Linked DNA regions of Zea mays: regions 2 and 3 are each linked to region 1. The links are chromatin contacts, called in public Hi-C maps. All regions are on one chromosome and are shown on one strand. Each heading gives the region's core, a stretch centred on a gene start, on an enhancer-like site or on the middle of the called end of the contact. The rest is flanking DNA. Distances are from core to core; before and after follow the strand shown.

The links. A called contact is a pair of places that touch in the nucleus more often than the background predicts.
Region 2: a Hi-C map of leaf shows a contact between it and region 1, with 3 times the contacts expected there. The contact joins the promoter of LOC100191155 here to the promoter of LOC103626595 in region 1. A contact is called at or near these places in 5 of 25 Hi-C or Micro-C datasets (ear, leaf, leaf mesophyll and 1 more).
Region 3: a Hi-C map of endosperm shows a contact between it and region 1, with 2.2 times the contacts expected there. The contact joins the promoter of LOC100191839 here to the promoter of LOC103626595 in region 1. A contact is called at or near these places in 5 of 25 Hi-C or Micro-C datasets (bundle sheath, ear, endosperm and 2 more).

What each region holds. Positions count from the first base shown.
Region 1 is chr5:79,028,185-79,033,005 of Zm-B73-REFERENCE-NAM-5.0, reverse strand. LOC103626595 reads right to left here and starts at 1,970. Exons shown (of 8, transcript XM_020538423.3): 1 at 1,620-1,970; 2 at 1,370-1,475; 3 at 287-392. The coding sequence starts at 1,420. It overlaps LOC100193851, which reads right to left. Exons shown (of 21, transcript NM_001350703.1): 19 at 3,892-3,965; 20 at 3,431-3,484; 21 at 2,588-3,337. The coding sequence ends at 3,022.
Region 2 is chr5:78,716,827-78,721,647 of Zm-B73-REFERENCE-NAM-5.0, reverse strand. LOC100191155 reads left to right here and starts at 2,140. Exons shown (of 6, transcript NM_001136591.1): 1 at 2,140-2,384; 2 at 2,469-2,545; 3 at 2,639-2,709; 4 at 2,809-3,315; 5 at 3,749-3,839. The coding sequence starts at 2,213. LOC103626594 reads right to left here and starts at 2,057. Exons shown (of 8, transcript XM_008647003.4): 1 at 1,335-2,057; 2 at 1,112-1,237; 3 at 821-1,018. The coding sequence starts at 1,844.
Region 3 is chr5:79,343,095-79,347,915 of Zm-B73-REFERENCE-NAM-5.0, reverse strand. It overlaps LOC100191839, which reads right to left and starts at 1,941. Exons shown (of 4, transcript NM_001158370.2): 1 at 1,382-1,941. The coding sequence starts at 1,672. LOC103626596 (probable methyltransferase-like protein 15) reads right to left here. Exons shown (of 5, transcript NM_001301525.2): 5 at 3,767-4,779. The coding sequence ends at 4,379.

The DNA.
Region 1 (4,821 bases), core at 721-3,220:
TCTCAGTCAACGGAACAAAAAAAGGACTTCCTGAGTGACATCATCATGGCAATCATGCTTTAATAAAATAAACATGTACACCACTCAAATGCAATAAACCATTGTTTCTCCAATTTCAAGGGAAGTTTATGGCTTTATGCTAAGTGAATTTACAATAGCAGAGCTCACAGTGTTGTGACCGTGATGCGTTATCATTTACAAAACCGAAAACTTGTATCAAATTGTGAAATAAGCTAAAAGTGCTGATTGGACAGGAAAGTCACTTCTGGTAATAGAAGAGAATTACCAAGCTCAGTGAAACTAGGTTCTATTTTTGCCTGGAAAGATAGGGTGTCCACCACTTCTTTCTGGTTCATATATAGCTGAAGGCAACGTTCAATGAGATTCTGGACCTGTAAAACAGTTTTTCAATGAGGGTTTATTGCTTTAAGTACATGACGCAAGAGAAAACTAGCACAGAATCCGACCACGACGAACACAAAATTCAATCCCAGTTAAGAGAACAAAAAACATATACAATGGGCTTTGTCAATTGTGCATAGAATGTGATAGACAGATGCAGGCACATTTCAGGAACCACAAGGCAGCTATCTGTATGTGATAATGGTAGAGGGAAAATGAGAGTGAAAAAAATTTGGAGGTTATGACATATGACACTGGCAAGAACAAGTCAACTTAAGTAACGGATACGTGCCCCCCCCACCTGAAAACTGAAAGTTCATCCGAAAGATTCGACATCCAAAAAAGGCAAACGGACACGTGAAAACAGGACAAGTACGCCGAAACTTCAATAGATCTCATAGCTCAACTTCATCGGACTTAGGGTGTGTTTGAATGCACTAGTGCTAATAATTAGCTGCTAAAATTAGTTGAAGACATCCAAACAATCTAGCTAATTTCACTAGCAATTTTTAGCCAACTTAACTATTAGCTCTAGTGCATTCAAACATCCTCTTACTAGTACGCATTCTGCTTTTGCATACGACAACAGAAGCGCACGAGTCTCTCCTTTAGCACACATCATTATTACAGATACCCAACAGTAGCAGCATCCATAAATTCCCCACCCCCTCTCTTACCCATGCACACCCTTCCCCCTCCATCCACCTCTCCAGCTCCGTGTTCATGAATCATGACCAACCGGGACTGGCACATGCCCATGACCTAGAGTATGCAAGCAGAGCCCAAACGAGGGCATGCAACCGTTGCAACAGCACAACCATCTGTAACCCTAATCGAGGCCATTTACTTCTCACCGAGCCTACCAGGTATTCAGGTTATCAAATATATAGGGAAAAATAATCGAAAGCAAGTTAAAAAGAGAGAGAGAGAGATGGAGGAGGGAAGGAACAAGGCGGGGGGCGCTCACAAGCTGTATGTCCTGGCGCGAGACCTTACGGACGTCCTCCCCTCCCGGCATGCCTGACGCCCGTCTCTCGCTCGTGCCCAGCCCGGCGGCCCTAAACCAAATCTCCCTGCGAGCGACGCCAAGCTAAGGTTATCGAAAGAAGAAAGTAGAACAAAACGGCGCAGTCGCGGGTGGCGATTGACACCGACAGGATAGTAGCCAACGACGAAACGTTCGATCCAGCTGGCACGGCCGCGGGGGGGAATCTCACCTTGCTCGAGCCGAGGGAAAGAGCAGGTGAAGCGGAAACGGAGCTGGAGCCGGAGCGGAACACGAGGGAGGGAACCGTTCCGCGCGCGAGTTCAACGAGGGTGAGGGCCGAAGCGGCGTGGAGGGAGGAGGAAGGCGACGGCGATCAGGTGAGGGCGCCGCGCAGCGTGGCAAGGGCCTGACGAAGGAAGCAGTGTGTGTGGGGACAGCCAAGTTGGTGGGGTGGGATGGGATGGGATGCTAATGCCGTATCCGTAATGCGTCGGATTATCTAGGTGTTATCCGGTTTAACGAAACGGGGAAGTGGAGGCCTACGGGACGGACACCAGATTCCGTGCTACCATCCCCCCCCCCCCCCCCCCCCCCCCCCCCCCCCCCTCCCCTCTCTGATTAGCTCAGTTGACAGCTGGAACATCCGATCTTTTCTGACACTCTGATTCTGGCTTAACCCCTCCTTTCCAAAATAGACGATTCTTCTTCTTCATTAGCTAATACTCCCTCCGTTCTTTTTTATTTGTCGCGTTTTAGTTCAAAAATGAACTAGCGGGCGACAAATATTCGAGAACGGAGGTAGTAACAACTAGAGGGTCATCTATATTGACATGTATCAAATCGGCAAGACAATGCCCGGTTTTCCTACCTGGTCTATGTTCACTTCCACGAGATAATCACATTATCCAAAACATTATCATCACCAATAAATAGTTAATAGCTAGCTGTGTTATGGCCTTATGGGTCTTTGGGCGATTGGGGCCTACATCGACAGGGATTTCACGTTTTTTTTTTTGAAGATATAATCACACTATCCATCACCTGTTATCATTATCCATCATCCATAATCATGGAGGGCTTGAATGCGACAAGAACGTAGCTTTCGGACCTCCAAAACAATGTCTGCACGGATCGGCAATGACGATGGATCCAGTGACAGCGATGTCTCCAGGGCCTGAAGCGATGCATTTGCAGATAAGCATATAATAACCAATCTTCAGACAAAAACTGTCATGGGTGTACAGGTGTAAGTATATCGTCTGCTGCTGCCTCGATGGCATCTGTTCTCATCTCATCTCGGCCACAAGAGAAGTTCGCTGCGCACTCGCTCTTTGCGCACCAAAGAAAAAAAAAACATAGCTTGTACCAAATACAAATGCTTACGTATGTATAAACAGTGCCAACCATTGGCACCTACGATACAGCACTGCATGTCTGTTCCTGCCTCCTGCCATCAGATTCTGCCACATCAGCAGTCCCGATGTCATGTCTGGACGTCTGGTACCTACCAACAGACAGAACAAAAAGCTTCGCAGAAACTTGGAAGGAATTTGCAACCTGTTGATAATAATAAGCTTCAAAAACGGAGAATCCACGCCCGCATCAGTCTGCCATGCGACAAGGCGTGCGATTCAGTCAGACGTCGGTTCGGCGTCCATGCAGAGATGAACCAGCTTCTGCTGGTACTGCCCGAAGACCTCACTGACTGCGATCAGGTCCTCGTCGGCCACATTCTTGGAAGGGAACCGGAGCTTCTCCGTCTGCTCCGGCGTCGGCGTCAGTGCTAACACGGAAGTGTCGTCCTCGGGCTCTGATTCTGATAAGGCTTGTGAGTAGGTCTCGTGGCAAGCTAGCAAGAACATGGCTGCGGTATCTGGGCGCTGGCTCTTGCGAAGTGTATCCAAAGCCTCTGGCAGTGCTCCAGCAGCAACGTATAGGATAAGAGCTCTGTACAAGATGCAACCACTGTGTTAGTAACACGAAGAGGAAAAACAATCAGACTCTTCTGTTACTTGTTAGCTGTTCCAGGTCAATCTTTACCTCCACATATTGTGCTCACCACGAAGAACATAATCGGCCCACCTCTGCAGCACCCTGCACAAATCAAGCACCTTTAATACAAATTACAAAACAGAAGGTTCTTTTAGCTACTGGTTGGCTTCAAGAACTGGCAAAGCTACATTTGGGCTTCACCCTGTGCTGGAAAAAAAAAGATATGTGGCCAATTGGTTTGTGATTTCAGTCCGTCACAATATATACACACACACACACACTGATAACTAGATTATAAATTTGATATCATCAGCCTCCTAATTTACTTTCATATTCCATTCAACTTGGTTGTGAGATTCACAAAATCACAAGCATGGGTGGATAGGCCAAGCAAGATTGACTAAATTAAATAAGTTGAAACACAAAACACAAAGGCGGTTTTGTAAGTACTTAGGGAGCACAATATTCATCCTTTCGGATATAAGTAAATTTTCATATTTGAATTATACCTTGCGTAGTCAGATCCATGCAAATGGCTTGCGGCCAAAGTAGCTGCATCATTCCAACACCCAGCATCTTGAAGCTGAAACAGAACCAAAAGGTTAATGTGGTTGGACCCATATTCAGTTCGATTCACATTACGATCAAATTAAATTTTACAAAAACAAATACTGCAATAACAAAAAAATTGATCCTTTGAAAAGTTACAACTTTGAAGGGCATATTAATTGGAAAAAGTAAGCATTCTGTAAATGGGGATTGATTGTTATTGCCTCTAAATCCCAGCTATCACTGTAAAGGTGAAAACAATGGCTCATTATTTAACAAATATTTCGTCGACCAAACTAAGAGTAACCAATTTGGTCATATTTAATCTTTCAGAGCTAAAAATCATCATCATCTTTTTCAGGTCTAGCTCATTATTTAAGCTACATCTAAAGATGACAATGGCACTACTAGAAATCTTCTTAATAATTGTTAAAAATGTTATTATCCACCACAATTTTACATATAGAGATGACAATAATTTAATAGAGTTTCTGCACCAGAGTGACTTCTGTATGCAAATGTGACTTTCTGCACCAGAGTGACTTCTGTATGCAAATGGGAAATCATAAAAAAAAAAAACTCGACCAGGGAGGGAAAGACTCCTCCTGGCATTATATTAAGAGACCGAAACATGGTCCCAGCCGAGAAAATCCCCAAACCTTGGCCCCCCATCACTAGCGGGCCGTCACCGCCCACTTTGCAACAGCCTAGCGGAGGGTGGTGCGCAGGACGTAATCCGGGAGCGGGCGGGGCACAACGAGAGAATTATTTTAACCAAGCCTCATCAACATAGCTTCTGTACGCAAATGTGACTTACAAACCTAAACAAATACTCCTGCCGTTCCAAATTATAAGCTGCTTTAGCTTCTACATATACATAGTTTTAGAAA
Region 2 (4,821 bases), core at 891-3,390, 310 kb after region 1:
TAATTGTGCCATATGAAAACAGTACTAGTTCCGGTGCGTTGCGACAGCACACAATCATATTTGATGAGTGATTCTGGCAATCCAAATTGGGCTAAACACCTTTAGTACGATACCATCCACAGGCCAAACCTTCCACACAAAAAAAGGGTTTACTAACTATAATTGTGTCATATGAAAAGAGTACTAGTATATTTTTCATGCAAGTACTTCAAAATTTAACATTTTTATAACAACAAATGCTTATAAGTAATGGCCAAATATAATTCAGATCATGTCCGCATCAATACAAGTATAAAACAACAGAGGTAGTATGATAGTAACATTTTATTTGTCTCCACTGCTTTGCGCATGGGCCCTAACTTCAGTCTCTTTAATTTTGTTTTCCTCCGTCATTGTTCTTTTTGCTTTTGTGAAATATTTGGACACATCCAACTGTGGTACTAGGACAACAAGATGTCATCTTCAAGTGAAAAATTAGCACTTCTATCAGACGGATAGGGTAAAACTACACCTCATATTCATACATACATATAGTCCAACAAAATTATTTGCTTCAAGTCTGCAATTATTTTGTTAATTAGCTACTCCGTTCGTTTTTATATAACACTGGTAAGATCACTAATTAATTAAAATAACTTGATTCAAAAAAAAGAACGGGGAATACATAACATGAAATTAACAATGATAAATATATAAAAAACTGCACGTTTCTATCACTGGCAGCGGCGCAAAAAGTTTAATCCTAACATTATATGCATCACACTATAATAAAAGAGTATCACGTGTTAAAGCCGTATCAGTGTGTGCTTGAAAGATGTACCTTCCTGACTAAATCCAGAATCACAGCAACTGCAGGCTCCGTCAAATATCGTTTCTTGCCACCGAGTTCTACAACCACACTCACAAATTCCTTAACAATGGGTGAGCTTTTGTCACGTGACCACTGTCGTGACACACGACCAGACCTCTCAATTGCTCCAAATCCAAACAGGCGCCCCAAAAGATTGTCCTTAGCTTCCTAAACAGAAACGTAAGTTGCCATCAAAACAGGAAAGAGACATGTTGATAGCCATAATGAGTACTGAGTAGTGACATTAGTTTTTCAATTTACCGGTCCCTTCATAGAAGATGAATGTTCCAATAAATTAGGGATCAACTTCATAATTGCTTCCACCTTGATTGCCCGAATCGATTCGAGGACAGCGGCAAGACCCAAAGCAAATCCTTGCCTTGCATACTGCAAACAAATTTCCGAAGTTAATAGAGTAAAGCAGATCGTGACATCAGCCAACTCAAACTAAGCTTGTCCTGAACTCATGGAAAAACATTTCTACCTCTCTAGAAGAAGAGATGCCACGAATAAGCCGCCGGATGGCGTAACGCACTGATGGGGCGCAGTTATCCAGCCCGTCGTCCTTCTCAGCCTCCATCTGCGTATCCCCATCACCAGCATCCCTCTCCCCATTCCGCGCGCTCTTCTCGTACGCCTTCTGCACTTGCCGGAGCTCCACCACCAGCGCCTCGGCTGCAGCCTCTCTAACCGATGCCTCTGGTGATGCCAGGTCTCTGAACACGTTCATGTGCAGTCCCGGTCCCACAGCCACCGGAGCGGCCGGGGGATTCACAGGAGCCGCAGACTCCGCTGCCGGCGGCTGGGGCTTGGCAAATTCGGCCGACTGGCGGTGGCGCTCCTTATCCATCTCCTTCCGCTCCTTCTTCCGCTCCATGGCCAGCTTCTTCTTCGCCGGCGCCTCCGCAGCTGCAGCCTCATTCCGGATAGCGTCCGAGGCAGGCACCGCCTCCAGAACCGCGCGATCAGTCTGGGTCCGTTTTTTCCCGGCCATCGGAGCTCCCTCGCCGCGATGCTTACCACAGAGTCGAGGCGGAGAGGCAGGGCCGTGCCTCGGAGAGTCGAGGAGAGACGGCTGGGGTTTATGCCGACACGAGACGGCGGGGGAGGCCCTTGCCTAGGGTTAGGGGTTTTCCTTCTCGACTTTTTTCCTGCTTTTTTTTTCTGCGCGGACGTTGGTGGCTGTTAGAATTTTGCAAGTGGGCCTAGTCAGTTTAGAGGCCCATGATCAGCCCATTAATAATCTTGTCGTCCTTGTGACACGTGGGCCCTGTCCAGACGCGTGGTGGCACCGCGGAGGGGGCAGACAGAGAGTAAAGGAGGCAAGTAGGCGACTCCGGCGAGAGAAGTGCGGGTGCGGCCATGGCGGACAAGCCGAGCCGCGCGCTGGTCGTCTACGCCGCCGGCCACGCCGCGGCGCTCATCCCCCCGCCGGGCTCCGCAGCCGCGGGGAGCCACCTCGACGCGTTCGCCTCCCGCGCCTGCTGCGGCCTTCTCACCCTACGCTCCCCGCCGACTTCCCATCCTACGACCGGTACTAATCCATCGGACTTCACCTCCCGTCATCTTTGTCACTTGTCGCCGCTCAGTTCGTAGTTCTGTGCTGTGATACGCCTAGGCACCGAGGATAATAGCAGCACGATTTTGGAACTGGCGCAGCTGCTCGACGTTTACGATCATCTCTACCCCGGAAAGGTGAGATCTTGCTTCCCATTTGTGTTGGAATGGAGTGATTGCTCGAGAAAGTAAGAGATGTATGTAATAGTGCTTGAACTTGTTACATTTTAGAATGAGGAAAGTGGTCAAGAAGTTGCCCAAGTGGATCCACAGGAGCTCGTGGTTCCCAAGCTGTTTGAGAGGTGGGTACTAACTGGATGCATGTGCCATCCATGTGCTTTACAAGATGTTAATTAATCTTGTAAGAGTACTAACCAGTTGTAGCTGCCCTGAAATTTCAGGTTTATGGGCCTGAGAGCTGCCTTGGTCACCAGTTGCCCCCATGTCAGCTCCTTCGCAGCGAATCTTGGTTTCCATGTTTTTAAAACCAATGATTTTGCCCCACAATCTGGCTCGTCCAGCATTACTAAAGAGGATGGATTAATCAAAAGAGCATTTGATCTGCTAGGATTCTCGGATGGGGATGTGCAGGAAACATCTGAATTCGATCTAGTCTTCATGCATGTTGCCATGGAGAACACAAGCAGCAAGTTAGGAAAGTTAGGAATGAAGACAGATATCAATCGGCTCGACAAATTAGTTGGTGCAGTCTTGGAATCTGCGCCTGTTGGTTCAGCTATTGCTTCGCGTATTCATGTATCTGTGATTTTGAGCTATGGGTCTGCTTCTGGAAATAAGGATGAGTTTTCCCTTTTAACCTCTTCAACCGAAACAGATTCAGACTTGAATCTACTGCGTCCACGCCAGAGCTACACAATGAAAACAGGGCGTACATTAGATGATGTCAGGTAGATGTTTCCCTTCACCTTGATCACTGGCAAATAAAAATGAATATGCAACAAGTTAAGCCACCTGGAGCAATCTCTCTAGTCTAATTGATGAAAATGCACTTCATTCTTTTGATTTTTTTAGAGCCCAAAATAAGACTATTCGAGTTTGTATCGATCCATCCTGGAAATCAATATAATTATTACTCCCTCCGTACCAAATTATAAGATTTTTTGGCTTCTATAAATACATAGCAGTTGTTATGCACTTAGATATACATTATGTCTAGATACAAAGTGAAAGGAATGTATCTAGAAAAAACAAAATGTCTTATAATTTGGAATGGAGGAAGTACTTATTAAGATTTCATAAGAGGAATAGAAGTACATATATAGATTTTCTCACTACAATGTTGTGAGGCTCACACAGATTTGTTTGCTGCTTGCTGTGCAGACTTCATCATCCAATTTTGCTGGCACAGTGGCAGGACGGAGTAACACGTGTTGATTTGGCTAAAGGGTTCTCTTTTGAGGAGTTTATGAAGGTGAGCTAGATCTATGCTTCTTATTATGTATAGCTGAAACTTGTACTCCGTGCTGCAGAAGATATGGTTTTTCTAATCTTGTGATCTTGGCCCTTTGTTGTGTTAGATGTTTACAGTTCAACTTAATCATCAAAGTTATCCTTTCTTATTTAGGTGTTGGGCCAGCAATAGAAAGAATGTGTATAGGCTAATGTTGCTGAACTGAAATTAAACATGATATGTATGTTCACACTGATTCCTTGAAGGGTAGACACGTCCCTGTCGTGATATACTCAGCTCGTCACACCGGCGATTCTGAATCCTTGTTTTAAGATATGGTCGACTTGGTCGTACCTTGTAAAAGGTTTAGGGCAGTGGGTAGATAACAGTTATATGATGATTGATGGGTTCTCCCTTCTGAAGTGGGCTATCATATTGTCTGTGCACATCACAAGCTGCACCACAAGAATTATCAAAACTGGTGATTCAGGGTGTTACCAATTTAGGGGGGGGGGGTATAAAAGCTTGATATGTACCATAGGCATCATGCAAGATCTGTGCAGTTTTGCTGTGTGCATTGCCAAATGTTTCTGGGGCGACTCTCTACTTTTCTTTCCTTGGCATTTTTATATCAGGCCAAACTGCGGTACTATGAAACCAAAATTATGCTAATGCATTGAAATTCTACATGTCGTTAACTGATTCATGGTAAAGTGAAAGTCTGGCTCTGGCACCATATTCTATACTAGAATGAATACATTACACATGTGGTCATATCCTTTTAAGTTACCTCTGCCGGAACACCCTAAGTGCATAACGCAACCGTCAGAAACATTCCGAATCGCAGCAGCATAGCAACACCGTTTGCAAATTTCTGGCTGGTTATGGTAATGGTTAGAGACTGAAGGCAAGTGTAGATTTTGCTCTGAATATGGTGTGAACAAGAGTTCACACGCACGTGCTATACTGCACCATATATATCTGTTTCATATTTGATTTTGAT
Region 3 (4,821 bases), core at 692-3,191, 310 kb before region 1:
CAAAATAAAGTCAACCCAACGTGTGGGCAAACCTTGTTATAAAAAAAAGTGTGTTGCAGACCTCAAAAAACCATGTATGTAGTACACATTAAGTTAAATAGACCTTCAAAAGTCTAATCTCATATTCATCTATGATGAAGTGCTACCCTAAAACCAGCTTCAATTTACAACTCCATGTACTCTAGGGAAAAAAATCAAAGCCACCAAATTGATCCACTTCCTCGACTTGATCATCTCTTCAGTTTTTATTCAACTTTGTACTATGAACATATGATTAGTACCACTGCTTGCTAATTTTGACTCTCGACATCTAGGGCATTGTTGTAGTGCCAGCTCTGCTTGATCTTATCCTTAGCTATATTTAAGTCTGTGTACTACATACATGACTTTTTGATGTTTTTTTTTAAAAAAAACTGGCACATGATAAATTCGGATGTCCCGTGTCCTCTAAAAATCTCTAAACAAGTAACGCAAATAGTCAGCACCAAGTATTGATCATTAATATTCCTTTTAAACTCAAACGATCAGTTGATTAGAGTAATGTTTTTTTAGATTAGTGTTCTGCTCATCTTGTGCAAAGAAACAGCAGATATTCAAAAGTATCTAACCACCGCATATCTCTAGACGCCAGACTGATCAAAGAACATGATGGGAAATCAAAACCACCACCCTACAAGACGAAGCCTCGCTAACAAGTTCCAGATGGCCCTCCACATCCAGAAGAAAAGGCCCTGTGTTTCTGTAGACAGAGTGACAGCAGATAGGTGCAAATGGCGAGTACTGGCAATTTCTTTCAAATGTTTCCTTTCCAATCGAGTTACTCTGGTGCAGTGAGGATCGATAAGAACAGTTTTTTTTCTAAGCATTTCCGCTTGCTGATCTTGTATCATCGCACATGCATATCAAGCATTTTCTAATGCATATCTTGCTGACTTTTTTTTTTGTGGTAGCTTCACAATCGGCTTCCTGCACTTCATACAGTAAAGATATATATAGGTGAATAAAGTGTTTTGCCTCCACCGCTACCTGGGTCGTCCTCCATTTACAGTTTCCCACTGCAGCACTAGACAGCAAGCCAGCAAGGTATTCCCCTCCTTCTGCTTGCTTGCATAGAGGCACAAAAAAAAACGCATAACAAATCGAGCAGCAATATACGATGCGCGGGACACGGCACGAACGGGGCACCGGATTCGATGCTTAGAATCGCGCAGCTTGATACGCGGCAGGCAAGATCTGGATCGCGCCTGGCTGTGGCAGCAGCAGGTTGACTCTACTACGGACGAGCTAGGAAGGAGTCGACCGCGGTTGCCGTTGATCGAGCAAAGGTGCGAGGGAGAGGAGGGCGGGGAGGGGAGGGGAGCAAGCTGAGCGCAGTAGTAACCTGGAGGGACTGGAGCTCCTGGTCGAGGCGGGCGATGGCGGCGGAGAGGCGATGCTTGCCGACGTAGCCGACGTTCCTGGCGAGCGGCGGCGGCGGGCGCGGCTGCTGCTGCTGCTGCGGGCCGGAGTACGGCCTCTGGGCCTGGTGCCGCCGCTGCTGCGGCGGGCCCTGGCCCCGGTGGCGGCCCTCGTCGTCGCCCTCCTCTTCCTCCGCCTCCTCGCCGTCGTTGTCCGCCTCGTGGTCGTCGCCCCGCTGCCGGCGGTCCTCCACTCCGTTGGCTTGCCCCCTCATCCCGCCGTCCTCCGGGAGCGGGTTGTGGTCGGCAACGGCAAGTGGACGGACGGAACGGAAGGAACGATGGGTGGGTGGGTGGATCTGCGTGCGAGTAGCTGGGTATAGTAGAGAGAGGCGGGAGTGGCCGAGTGGGTTCTGTCGTGCCGTGCAGTGCTGCCCGTTTTACTGGGAGTCAATCAACTAACCCAGCCAAGCAGCCAGGGAAGGGAAAGGGAGGCTGGGAGCAGCGCGCGGTGCGACGGTGATGGCGACGCCGACGGCGCGCGGGTGGGTGGGTGAGTGGGTCAATGGCTGGCTGGTGCCTGGTACCAGATAGATACAGAGAAAGAGATGGATAGGAGCGGCCGAGCGGGAAGGGATGGGGGCCCGTTTGACCGGTCAACGTTGCGCGGCAGCAGCGGTCGGTCAGTCAATTTGTCGGAAAAAATTTGTTGCAGCCCGGCTGCAAACGATGATGTTTGCAGCCCCTCACAAAAAGGAAGATAGAGCCCACCTGCAGGTCCACCAGGTAACGTTTTAGTTGTCTTATTAACCTGCAGGTGGGCCCTATCTTCTTTTCTATGAGGGACTGCAAACATCCTGGTTTGCAGCCCGGCTGCAGCAAATTTTTTTCCCAATTCGGAAAAAATTTGTTGCAGCCCGGCTGCAAACGATGATGTTTGCAGCCCCTCACAAAAAGGAAGATAGAGCCCACCTGCAGGTCCACCAGGTAACGTTTTAGTTGTCTTATTAACCTGCAGGTGGGCCCTATCTTCTTTTCTATGAGGGACTGCAAACATCCTGGTTTGCAGCCCGGCTGCAGCAAATTTTTTTCCCAATTTGTCACCGAGTGCAGCGGCAGGCCCGCAGCGGCCCCAGCAGGCAGCAGGCAACAGTCTGTCGTTTTTTACCCGAGCCACCTGGTCGTAGTAGATACCCTCGTTTCATACGAAACAAAAAATAAATAAAAAAATTGTAAGGGCCTCTGCTCTTAATTCATGTGGTTTAGTGGGATTGAAAGAGTTTAAATCTTAAATAAGTTAAAATATTTTTATAATATTTTTTCTAATCTCTTCTAAGGGGGTGTTTGGTTTGCCCCTGCTAAAATTTAGCCATTATCACATCGAATATTTGAACCTTCGTTGGGGGTATTAGATGTAGTCGGATTATAAAACTAATTTCTCAGCCGAAGATTAAAAAGTGAGACGAATCTAGTACAGTTGGTTGGGTCTATATTTCATACTCCTATTTGAAAGTCAAACGCTTGATGTGACCCGGGCTAAACTTTAGTCCACAGAACCAAACACCCCCTAATCCACATAGCCTAGAAAAGCAAAAAAAACAAGCCTAAGGCCTACTAGGTAACAACAAATGCTGGTGACAATTGAATACTACATGACACTTACATGGACTGCCCTGCCACAGCTACTACAGCTGTTCGAATTGCTGCAGGTACAATATATAGAAACAAAATACTATATAAGCCGCAGTCAAATTAAAACTACAGCAAGTCGCAGAAGCGAACAATATATTTCGGGGTCAGATAAACACCCTTGGGTTTGGTTTGGTTATATGAATACTATTGGGTACGTCGTAACAATCGAGTGCTGCCACTATTTGAAAGCCAAGGGCAAAACAATCTTTTTGAGAGAGAGAAAATACTTCAAGAAAATCAGAAAAAATTAGAAAAAAATTAGAAACACAATGAACTGTTTCTCTTCAAGCTCTCTGCATCTTGCGCCACTGGAAAATGAATTTCAGCTAACACGATTAGTCTACCACTGGAAACATTTGTCACAACAGACATGATTAGTCTACTGTAGGAAACATTGTCACAACCAGGATCACATATTTTAATTAGAGGACGAATATTGCAAAAAAAAAAAAGCACCGACATATTTCAAATTTCCGAATGATGCGCAAAGGCTATAACATTCTACCAAACAGAACATCACCCTGTACCTGTACTTCCCGCCGGGTCCCACTGCCCAGCTGTTGCGGCGGTATACATGTTGATGGCCTTACATTACAATACACAGCAGCAGAAGGGTACAGCTAGATGGATGATCAGATCAGTAGCTCATTGGACAGGTACAGCTAGATGGATGATGTACCAGGAGTGAAGGAGGGCTCGAAAACCCTAAGGGGGTGTTTGGGAACAAAGTTTTTCTGCAGTTTTGGAAGAATACTGCAGTATTCTCAAATACTGCAGTATTATATACATAATGGTGTTTGGCAAGCTGGGTAAAATCTCTGTTTTCAAAACTGAAGTATTGCAAATACTATAGTTGTTTTAAGGCATTCTAAACTTAGCTCTGGACCTCAGTTTTCAAAACTGCGGTATTATAAACTACGGTATTGTCATAACTAAAGTATAGTATAGTATTTCAAAAACTGTAGTTTTCAAAAACTTTGTTCCCAAACAGGGCCTAAACTGATTATCGTGTCTTGCAAGTGAAAGGTTTACAGAGTTCATGAGGCGATATACATGAACGAAGTTCAGAAACTGATGCAGATACAGTGAGTTTTTTTTCGACTAACCTAAGCCTCTAGATTTCTTGTCGAGGATAAATAGCACCACCACATCCGGCTGATGTAAAATTTCTGGTGATCCAGACTGCAGCTGGCTGTGCACGCAAGTGAGAATCCCATTCACATTTCTCTGGCTATAAACAACTACACGCCGATGTGCCCAGGAATCCTTCAAAATTTATCCGAAATTATTCAGGTCTTCTGAATGACTCTAAGCTTTGCGCTTCTGCACCTCTGGTTTAGTTTTTCCTCCTCTTGCGAGGGGGTTATTGGTCTTTTTGTGAGGACGGTTCCATTCCTTCCTTGCACTCTCTGGCCAGACCATGGTTCATCTCCGTCTTCGATATCAGTGAGTGCCTGGTCGTCTTTGTCGTCTTCTTCATTTGCTTCACCCCCATGGATGAGCTCCAAGAAAGTTTTCTTCACAATTCTATCCTCCAGACTGTGGAATGAGATTACAGCAAGCCGACCACCTGTCGCCAGACAGTCAAAGCATGAATGGAGTGAATCTTCTAGAACCCGGAGCTCATCATTGACTGCAATCCTGAGGGCCTGAAACACTCTTGTTGAAGTCTTGATCCAGCCCTGCCGCCCTGAAGTTAATCAACTATCAAATGTCTTGCAAAATTATCTTC